Regions from separate parts of the Triticum aestivum genome. Here region 1 is linked to region 2. The links are chromatin contacts, called in public HiCAR-type maps. All regions are on one chromosome and are shown on one strand. The core of a region is the stretch at or near the end of the contact, and the rest is flanking DNA. Distances in the headings are between cores, read along the strand shown.

Region 1 (5,679 bases), core at 2,814-5,313, 470 kb before region 2:
ACAAATAAGCAACTTTTCTATCACTAAACCTGGAGCAACAAACCCTTAAATTGTCTAACGAAAGATAGAAGATCACTACGGTTTGTAAGATTTTTATCAACCAAAGCTCTGCCCTTTAATTTAGAGGGCAAAGAGAAACAAGTATGTACAAGAGTTGTTGTGTTACTAAAGGACAAACATGCAAACCTCAAAAACTATATACAGAAATGTACTGGACGAAACCGTGGCAATCGAAAGGGAGCTCGCACGCATTGGATACCTTGAGGGTTGGATTCACCACTTTGATGTAGGTTAGCATGGGTGGAGCTTCACAGGAATGCCCGGAGGGGCCAAAGACAAAACATAATTTTCTGAGGGGGATAATAAAAACTTCATAGATTTTGTTCGAGCGAGGAGGGGAGGGGGGAGGGGGGGCATGCCCCCTACAAACTTGTGTGTAGCTCCGCTGGTGTAGGTTAGCCTCGATCCGTCGAAGACTATTCAATTTCTCTCTTTCATGCGTTCCAATCACAAAAAGGAAGTGTCCTTTTGGTGGACACACATTGTTCTTAGATGACTTGTGAGCATCGCATCTCAACAGGAATTGATTGAAGGGAACTTTAAGTTGGTTCTAAAATTAGCTTGCAAAAATATTTTATATTATGGGACGGAGGGAGTACCTAGGGTTTTCTAAAGCCAATTAAAACATTTACCATTTTTTCTCTTGTTGACAAGGATGTTGGTGATCATTTGTACAAGTCCAAGAGCTTGTAAACTTGTAAATCTCATGTTGTACGTGTCTTTTATCAGAATTTTAGAACCGTTTGTTAAAAATTAACAACAAATTCTACAGCGATTGACATATATAGCTTCAAATTTTCTTGTGATGACTGAGATCTTATATAAAGTGTACTAGAAGTATCTTTTCTTGAAAAGCGACCCCTACAATTACATGAATTTGTTGTTTCCTTTCTTTATTTGAGATAGCCAAATGGACGACACCATGATAAAGCCACCGGACAGGAAAGAGGAGGGGGGCCGATGCGGCTGCTAGGGTTGAGACTGGCTAAGTCGTCGTTGCCACGTTGTTGGCCATGTGTGAGATGGGGGGGAAGAGAGGAGGATTTGAGTTGGATGGTGTGTGATCTTTCTAAGGAGGGAGGGAGGAGAAGATAATAATTGACGGAAAGGCAATGAATGGAGGACGACTTACAACAACAACTTTCAAATCAACCGAGAAAGAATCACCGCCATTATTTCTATGACTTCAAAATGCTAGAAAAACTAAGCATTTTTTCTGGTCTAGAATAGTTACCTCCGTGGACGTCCTCGTGTATCTCCTTTGCCAGAAATGCAGGATAAACCGTCGAAGTCTCGTCGAGCCCTTATACTTGCAGCTCATGTGTGCCTGCACGAGGGAGCGGTCCAATCGCCTGGATCTTATAGGATTCGGAGCCTAGCATTAGACACAGGACCAGCGCCAACGTGTCGCTCCGTGATGTTGGATGGTGTACCTTTGCCAATTGTCACCCCTCTGTGCCTGTACGCTCAGCGGCAGATCACATGCGCAATTCATACGCCACGCAAGTCAGCAGCGGCAGCAAGCAAGCGACCCATACATATCTGGCCAGGGACAGTGCACATCAAAATATATTGAGAATCTGAAATTTGTCGACCCTGCAACGATCCCACTGGTGCACCTCTCTCTCTCTCTCTCTCTCTGGTGTGGCGCAAGAGTGCGAGCACTTGGACACTTGGTTCACGGTATCAATCTTGGACGAGACTTCCGTTTCAAAGAAAAGAAAAATCTTTGATGAGGCTGACCGGTCGATGCAGTACACTTTTCTTTTGCCAAATGATAAGTGCCACACGTGTGACACGAAGTAACACCGCCCTGACATTTTTTACAACTTAAAAAAATTGTCATCCGAAAAAAACTAAAACTTGTCATCCAAACAGAAATTTAGACATGCTCACAACTAAAAGTGTCATCCATGGGTAAATAAACTTGTCATAAAAAACGTCAGGGCTGAATTGCTTCGTGCCACATGTATGGCATTTGTCAGGGTCATCTTTTCCCAAATGATAATACGTGTCTCATTTGTGTAATGAAAATCAAAGTTACTGATACACTAGACATTGATCTAATAAAGCTGAAAAGATAATATAGCAGAATTCCAGCTTTTGCACAAAAGACTACCAACATAGAAAGAAAACTACAATCAAATCGAAAAATCATCCGAGTTTGGTGCCAATGTCCGTCATCTACTTCAGGCACCATCGTAGCAGCCACAAAAATAAAATGTGACGGATCATCCCTTTGTCCAAGCTCGTCGCGACTCCATCGCTAATAAGCAACTTTTCAAACCTTTAAAGTAGCTTACGAAAGGCGAATCCATCGCCCGTTGAAAGAATCTGGCCGATGCAGCACTTAGGACACGTCATCAAATTTTAGATCTGACACCCCCGCTCGGCAATGATGTCGAAAAAAGAAACCATATCTACCATCTGGCAACCACGGATCCAGCATATGATCCACCATCTTCCGGTTGTTGTCAAAGCATACTACTATCTACATTCCCTCCTGCACTACCTCTCGAGCACCACGCTGTCATCGGAGCAAACACCGTCACAACGACGGATCTCAATGACACAACTCCATTATCGTAATGCCTCCGCTACTACACCATCCCCACTTGAATAGATTAGCAATCGAATCCAAGTGGGTGATGGATTCAACGCCGACGTAGCCCTTATCGACGCCATAACGTCGAACGGCCAAAAACCTAAGCTACTAGGAGTAGGTCCTAAAATCCAAATCTACACGATCCATACACGCGGATCCAACAAACCCCTTGCCCCCAACGCTCCCCCATATCACCGGCGGAGGACGGCGCCGGAGTATGAGAACCATCGAAGCCCTAGCCGCCCTAGCCGCCGCCGTAAGAGGATTTAGGTTTTCGTGACTTAAGCCTGAGAACTTCCACGCGGCAAGCACGCCTTCTTTCTAGAAAATAGTCCGCAAGCACACGTACGTATCGCGCCGACGAGACCCATGGTGACGGCAGGCGACGCAAGTGACGTTTCGTATGGGACGCGTGGGTACGTACGTCGCCGCAGACGCCGGCGGCGAGTGCATGCACGTAACGTGTGCTACGTGGGTGTCGCTGCCCAGCAGTGTCGAGCAAGCACGCCACGGACGCACGGGGTGTGCGCCAGGCAGGCAGGTAGGCCGCAACGGGGAAGCGCCGCTGCTGCAGACACGCACCTGTCCGGCCGCCCGCTTTCGCGTTCGCGCTCGCGCTCGCAGCCCAGCGTTGAAGTTTCTGCGGGGATGGCGGGAGAGAAGCCAAGACGGGTCACTCGTTCCGCGGTGGGAGTCAAAACGGTCGCTGGCAAGTAGAGTAGTAATGCCGTCTAAGCGTCAGCCACAGTGACCACCGGAGATGGATCGGTGCGCTCTCGTAGCCACCGTCGAGGAGGCGACTGACCGCTACGTGCCGTGGCAGGCACTACATACTGATACTATACAGAGTTTTTTCTAATATACCGTCGATTAGAATACGCACTGCTGTACATGGGTTTCTGCAGTTCTATAAAATATACGAGGACGAGGCCTTTTTCCAAGACATGGGTCCAATATAGCCACGAGTACCCTTCTTTTTCCACAATCTAGCAGTAATACAGCGATATATCCATCCAAAAAAGATTAGGATTGCTAAATCTCAGTCAAACCAAGTCTCAGTTGATGCTCCAATCCAAAACAAGTGTCGCAGTTTTAAACTAGAGCTTGTTATCTAATAGCAGTATAAGGTTTTTTTAAAATGGATCTCTTCTTAAACTTCTTCACGATGTAAGTTGCTCTCTTGCCCAAGGTTTAGTGGTTAATCCTCTTGGGACAAACGCGATCGATCAGTGGAAGTGTGGAGCGAACGGAGGCGGGAAACAGGTCCGGGCCCTCGTGGATCCGCCGTACCCCACTCCGGGTTTCCATTAGATTCTCTCTCAGGGCCCGACCGCGTCACGGCACGGCTTACGACCGGCGACAGAGACCCATTCCTCTCCTCTCCGCTTGTATATATCCGCGAGCTGTCTCGCCTCGCTCCCTCTCCCTCCCTCCCTCCCATCGATCCACAGTTCTTGTGGGAACCCAAGGATCCATCCAGACAGAGACGTCCCGGCCGAGGCAGCAATCACCAAACAGCTCGCGCGAGCGACCACGAGCGACCACGCCTTCAGCTACCTTGCTTCTTCCATCGGCCTCGTCCAGCAAGGAGCGCCATCGGGCCCCGTAACTTGTCCAAGCGCGCGCTCGACACTCGACAGACGGACGGAGCTGGTTGGCCAGGAAGCCATGGACCTCAAGGCGCTGTGCATGTACGCCGCCGTGCTAGCCCTGTTCCTCTGCTCCGCGGCGACCTTCATCCAGAGCCCCACCGACGTGTTCGGCCCGGTGGCGCTCCTCGAGCCGACCCCGTCCTCGGCGCGCGACTTCGGCGCCGTCGTCTCCGACGCGCCCTTCGCGATCCTCCGCCCGGGGTCCTCCGCCGACATCGCGCTCCTCCTGGGCGCGCTGTCGTCCGCGCCGCCGCGCCCGAGGGCGACCGTGGCCGCGCGCGGCGTGGGGCACTCGCTTCAGGGCCAGGCGCAGGCGCGCGACGGCATTGTGGTGGAGACGCGTTCCCTGCCACGCACCGTCGTGGTGGTGGCGGCGCCGCGGGCGGGCGGCGAGGCCACCGCTTGCGCCTACGCGGACGTGGGCGCCGGCGCTCTGTGGGTGGAGGTGCTGGAGGAGTGCCTGAAGGCCGGGCTGGCGCCGCTGTCCTGGACGGACTACTTGTACCTCACCGTGGGCGGGACGCTGTCCAATGCCGGCATCAGCGGCCAGGCGTTCAAGCATGGCCCGCAGATCAGCAACGTCCTGCAGCTCCAAGTCGTCACAGGTATGCAGCACTCAACAGCCACCGCGCACATGCAGCCTACTGTCAATTTTTCTTATTCTCATAAACCCTTTCTCTGTTTCATTTCAATTTTCAAAAAAGAAAAGAACAAAACGCTGAACCTGTAAATTCTGCAGTGATTTACCCCTCCTTTTCATGTTCTTGGTATGTTGGCCGCAGGGAATGGGGAGGTCGTGACATGCTCGCGCACCAAGAGCCCGGATCTCTTCTTCGCAGTTCTTGGCGGTCTCGGCCAGTTCGGCATCATCACCAGGGCACGGATTCTACTCCAAGAAGCTCCTCCAAAGGTACATGCAGTCGCCTCATGCCTTCGTTTCTACTGCCAATCATCTTTCGTTACTCTTAAGCTTTATTTGACAATTGGTTATTGTTTTTACCATCCTGGTGATCATCAGGTGCGATGGGTGAGGGCCTTCTACGAGAGCTTCGAAACATTCACCAAGGACCAAGAGCTTCTGATCTCAATGCCGGAGCAGGTGGACTACGTGGAGGGGTTCATGGTTCTGGATGAGCACTCCATCCGCAGCTCATCCGTTGCCTTCCCCGCCAGCATCGATTTCAGCCCAGACTTCGGCTCCGAGGGCAGGAAGAAGGTCTACTACTGCATAGAGTTTGCAGTGCATGACTTCCAGCAGGACGGCTCCAGCTCCAGTGTCGACAATGTCAGTCTCCTGAATTCACACAGAATTTTCAATTTTCAATTTAAATAAAAAACGCGAGTTAACATCTTGAACAGCAA
Region 2 (5,568 bases), core at 734-3,233:
TGTACTTTCTCTTGGTGTGCTATCTCTTTAGATTTCTTGAGAGAGATGCTACATTTGCTGTAATCTATTGATGTTATTAATATAAATGTGGCACTTCTCGTAAAATGACTGGGCCACATACAAATTTCGATATCGAGTATTTTCCTCACTTGCTATTATATTTTCACGGGTGATTTGCTTCGAGTTGCCTGCGCCCCTACGTTTAGTGTGAGAGTGGGTCGGACTTCAGACACTTGTTCAGGTATGTTCGCTCTGGGCGAAGGAGGGATTTCCGTTAAACACTGAATACCAACTGCTGTGGGTTTGGTAGAAAGTCAAGAGGTGAAAGTAGGGTTAGAAACTTCAGTCCTTTATTGGCATTTTGGCTTATACTGCAGGAACAATCGACACAAAGAAATTATATTCTCATCCCATTAGCTAAGACTGCCCAGTCGAATTTTCAGACACAAGACTGAATCAATTCCTCTAAATTGTTGTACGACGACCCACCTTCCTTCAGAGAAGCGTTTGCTTTCGCTTTACATGCCAGAGCCTTCCTCCTCATGTCCTCCCCTTCATCCCCTCCATCCATCAGCTTCTCCAGAGCGCTGTTGACTTGCTCCGCCCCAACCTCCGCCTCCGCCTCTCCGCTGCCATGTTTGCCAGCGGTCAGGACGTTGGCCGTTGGCTTTGTCACGCCGACGGACACCCCGATGCCAAGCACGTCCACGATCAGCTTCTCGTTCACGAACTGCTCGGCGAACAGAGGCCAGGTGACCATGGGCACGCCGGCGGCGACGCTCTCCAGGGTCGAGCCCCACCCACAGTGCGTCATGAATCCGCCCACCGCCGGGTGCGCCAGGATGGCCACCTGCGGCGCCCACCCGCGCACCACGAGGCACTTGCTGTCCGCGTCGCCGTCGCCGTCGGTGTTCTCACGTAGCCACACCTTCACGTCGTCGGGCAACGAGTCAGCGCCTCTGATAACCCACATGACAGGCCAGCGGCACGAGACCAGGGCCATGCCGAGCTGCATGAGCTGCGCGGGCGGCATGCACCCGGCGCTGCCGAAGCTCACGTACACCACGGACTTGGCCTTCTTGCCGTCCAGCCACGACATGCACCGCCTCGCGTCATCGCTCTGCGGGTCGAGACTAGGTGCGCAGCACAGAGAGACCGGCCCCACGGCGAGAACTTTCCTGCCTGCGGCGGCCGCGAGAAGCGCCGTGGAGCCGTGCTCCAGCTCGTCGAAGCTGTTCACCACGACGCCGTCCATGGCCATGTCGAACTCCCGGACCTCCTGCATCACCCCGCTCCCCATGGACGTGGATGGCAAGAAATGCGGCGGCAGCTGCCTAACGAGGATCTTGCACTCGAACGCCTGCAGGACTGAGATGTCGACGAGCTCGTCCGGAGACGCAATCCCCTCTTGCCGGCCTTGCCTGTAGAGGTGCTCGATGCAGAGCAAGGCGAACGCGCCGAAGCCGTGGAAGATGTAGCAGGGCACGCCGAGGTCTCGCGCCATGGGCAGCGTCCACGTGTGGCACATCCCGGCGACGATGCAGCTCGGCCGGCGTTGCGCATCCCGAAGGCAGTACTGCGCCACCGCCTCGCCGAACTTCTTGTTGGCTTCGAAGAAGCTAGGCACCATGGCGGGGGACGTGATCAGGTCCAACCTCTCGCACCCCTCCGGCAGGCCGGCTTCGGCGGCCGGGAAGGGGATCGCGGTGACCGCGAGCGCCGTGCCGCCCAGGGTGACACGGTCGACGCGGCTCTGGACAAGCGACGCGTTGGCGGGCGTCGTGATGATGGCGACCGACGCTCCATGGGAGGCGAGAAGGCAGCCGATGTCCGTCATGGGGACGATGTGGCTGATGCTTCCTATCCATGGGACGAGCACAAAGTGAGGCTTTCTGGCGGTCTCCATTGCCTGTTACTGTGCTGCACTATGGTGTCCACAAATTCGACAAAGTTTGGTATGACTGAAAATTATGAGATGGGAACTATGGCTCTTAGTTTGTGTGCGACGAGCTGCTGGGTAGGATCTTGTTTTATATGCAGGTTCCGTGACCCGCGCGATGTGTGTCGACACATTGGGTGCACATGCGTATGCAGACGCAAGTAGCGGTCTTATTGCTCCATGATTGATATTTGATAAACTAGGAAATTAGTTGTCCTGGGCGGTGGTCGGGGCTTCAAAGGGCAAAGACGAACGAACATTCCACGCACACTACTAGAGACATGAGTTTTAGCCACCAAGGTGATCGGTTGCTAAAGGTACAAAATTGGTGGCTAGTGGTCTATTGGTACCAACACTACTTGGTCGCTTCGTGGTGGCTATAGTCTAGTCGCTATAGATATTGAGCGACCAACATTGAGAACCCTGGTCACTAAATGTCATACCAATAGCTACCAACCAAATCTGGTGACTAATGGCATCTAGGGACCAAGGGAGACTTGGTGACTGATGACATCTAGAGACCATGGACGACTTGGTTGCTAAAAATGTACAGCAACCATGTACATGGTTAGTGGCTAGAGATATCAAGTGACCAGCCAAGGCTTGGTGACTAAAAGAATGTAGAGACCAACTACATGTTGGAGACTAGACATCTTTTGTAACCAAAAAATTGTAAACCTTGGTAACTACAGGCATGAGAAAGCAACTATATCATAGGTACAGTATATTGTCACACGCTGACATTTGCAGTATGCAAGAAATCTCAGAATTTTAGACATTTGGCAGTTCAAAACCAACATTCAGAAGTTCAGAATCAACATTTGTAAACTTATGATCCAAACATTACATGCTAAACTGAATTTTGTTTTGCAAGTAGGAAATACCACTCTAGCATTTGCAAAGTACAGTACCACGTTTAGTACTGATCTGAACATATGATCCAATCAGTAAACCCCAATATGATCCAAACATTACATTTAGCATTTGTACACTGAATTTTCTTTAGATCCAACTAGTTTTCTCTTCTCAGTCTTTAGCGCGAGTATTGCTTTCCGCTGCTCCTCCAAGGTCATCTCCTATATAATGGTGGCCAGAGCACATGTTATTTCATTAACAACACCAGACATAACAAACATCAGAAAGAGTGCAAGCATGCCAATAAACTAAGCTAGAGACACCAAATTGCCAGTCACTTGATCAGCTTTGCCATAGCTCAGAAGCTCAACAACACAGGAAGAAAAACTGCACACATACATAGGAAATACATTTGTACGTAGCTAACTCTGAATCACCTACCTACTTTGCCACCTACCTACTTTTAATTTCTACTATACATTTGTACATAGCTAACTCTGAATCACATTATTCTCCAACTCCCATGGGTCAGAAACCAATAACTATCCAATTGTCCACCAAGAGACGTCGCTGGATAATGAACTAACGAATCGTGTGAAACCAACATTAAGGAACATGGTCAGGTCAGGTCTAGCAAAAGTAAACAGACTGCATACGTGATTACATCCAAGACTTGAGCTAATCTACGTACACTTAATATTATCAGCGTCGCAGCAAACTAATCAAATAAAAATGAGCGCATTAAATTAACTTAAACTGGTGTTAATAACCAGAGTGCATGGGTGGTGGCAGAACTCGACTAAGCGAGAGTAAATGTGGTCAAGAGAATTCAGTCAGATAAGTAGATTGATCTGGCATTTTGAAGAAGCAACGGGGTGGATCTAGGTGCACCGGCACACCCAAAAATTCAGAGGCCAGTAGTGTTTAAGGCTAGCTAATCGTCAATGAAGAAATGGCAAGTTAACTAGTGCCAAGCCGTGTCATTCGCCCAAGACGAGAAAGACAAGCTTGTGCCGGGGATTAACTAATAGAATGACTAGGTAAGGCAGAGAATTAATCGGCAATGCAATGTGCCTTTCTTGAGATGTGGTAGCAGGCACGAAAAGCAGGGAAAGTGCAGCATTGAATCGTGTCGGCCAGGGGGAAAGCACTGCAGGAGCGTGTTTGGTTGGTGAGGTAAACAACATAAAATAAAGCTAGCAACCTGATCATGAATACCTGGACCCTCCATCCGACACCAGAGAGCCTGTGATTCACAAATTTGGACCATCAAGATTAAGATCATGAAGAAATTTGCCAAATCACATAGTATTTTGATTGTTTGAAGGAGAGGCAAACTGATCATACCATTGCCATCAGAAGAAGAAGTTGGAGCAGGTCTATATCCTGGCCTCAAATGACTGTTGAAAATGTATACATGTATTACTAGCTATACATTGGAATTTGTAAGTCCATATATTCATGATGAGTATCTTCATTTTCTGTTACAGAATTATTAGCAAGAACTATCGTGATTAGAAGATCTCGATACCAAGTACACTGCTATATCTAAGCAAGCTGCAGGTGTAGGAGGCATCATCTAAAATACCAGAGCATGGGAAAAATAACATTACCTTGCAAATGATCTTGGAAAACTTGACATCCTTTCTACAGTGTTAGATATCAGCGAACCTGTGGCAGAAATTGGAATGCTTTATAAAAGGCAATATGCTACATGTATTTTCAGTGAATAAAAAATGCCAAAAATAGTTGAGATTGATGTGTTGCATACCTATTCCGTCAGATGGCATTGGCCGCTCAGTTGTGAAACCTAGCCCTGTTGCACTAGTGCCGTCCATAGGAGGTGAAATGCCAACCAAGTTAGACACGACACTTTGTAGCCAATCGATCTTCTTCTGTTGAGCTTCAAGTTGAGATTGTTGAGCCTCAATTTGAGTTTGCTGCGTAGCAACAATCTCCTTTGTAGAGGCCAATTCTTCCACTACATGCTGAGTTGAGCTTGATGCGCTTGAGTAAGCCCTTCTATTTGGTTTTGGTCCATGACCCCGACCTCTGACGTAACCATATGCCTTACCTAGCACATGCTCGCAAATCTGTTGCTCTGTTAAAGGTACTTCACCCTCCTCTATAGGTTCCTTTTGCTTCTGCAACATTTCTTCCTGCATTAATAATTATTTGTACCTATATCATGCACATCTTCCTAATAATAGTGCATCATCTAGTTCTGCCATCACTACTACTTAAAAGTACAAGAACCATTTCTTGCTCTCTAGTTCTCATTTGTATCTAAGTATTCCCATTGCTTAATCTCTCTCAACAGAAATTAATTTGTTACATGGTACTTACATGTTTATTCCTGGCATCTTCTGATGCCCATCCCTTCTTATCACTAGAGTAACACTCCTTGTATAGTCTGATATCGCCACAATTCTGATAATACAAGATTCAAAGTCAAAAGACATGAACATAATAAGACAGCTACAAGTTTTGATATTCTGCTTTCACCACAATTGTGACACAAGATAAAGATAAGTAATAGTGACTTACTAATTCATGTTGAACCGCTACAAATGACTTTGTTCCCTTCTTGTGAACATAAGGTAGGTTTGAGCGGTTAGCCTTCCCAATTGTGGACCGTTTCTGCATATGGTAGTTTTTTGTAAACAAATAAGGCAGGGTCAAGTGATAAGATAGATGCAAAACTGTTGACATCCATTCAAAGACTACCATACCTTAAATTCTTCTGTTTCAAAATGATCACAGAGCCAAATCCA

The links. HiCAR-type assays count read pairs that join an accessible place to other places.
Region 1: a HiCAR-type map of leaf shows a contact between it and region 2, with 9 times the contacts expected there. The contact joins the promoter of LOC101290606 here to the promoter of LOC123189856 in region 2. A contact is called at or near these places in 2 of 5 Hi-C or Micro-C datasets (both in leaf) and 1 of 1 datasets of contacts at active chromatin or transcription factors (leaf).

The regions. Positions count from the first base shown.
Region 1 is chr2A:624,953,925-624,959,603 of IWGSC CS RefSeq v2.1, reverse strand. It overlaps LOC101290606 (cytokinin dehydrogenase 8), which reads left to right and starts at 4,063. Exons shown (of 5, transcript XM_044602368.1): 1 at 4,063-4,922; 2 at 5,100-5,227; 3 at 5,336-5,602. The coding sequence starts at 4,334.
Region 2 is chr2A:624,481,311-624,486,878 of IWGSC CS RefSeq v2.1, reverse strand. LOC123189856 (UDP-glycosyltransferase 73C6) reads right to left here and starts at 1,983. Exons shown (of 1, transcript XM_044602361.1): 1 at 334-1,983. The coding sequence starts at 1,906. The coding sequence ends at 440. LOC123189857 reads right to left here. Exons shown (of 10, transcript XM_044602365.1): 3 at 5,527-5,568; 4 at 5,342-5,434; 5 at 5,141-5,224; 6 at 4,566-4,938; 7 at 4,408-4,465; 8 at 4,142-4,194; 9 at 4,013-4,040; 10 at 2,747-3,015. The coding sequence ends at 3,009.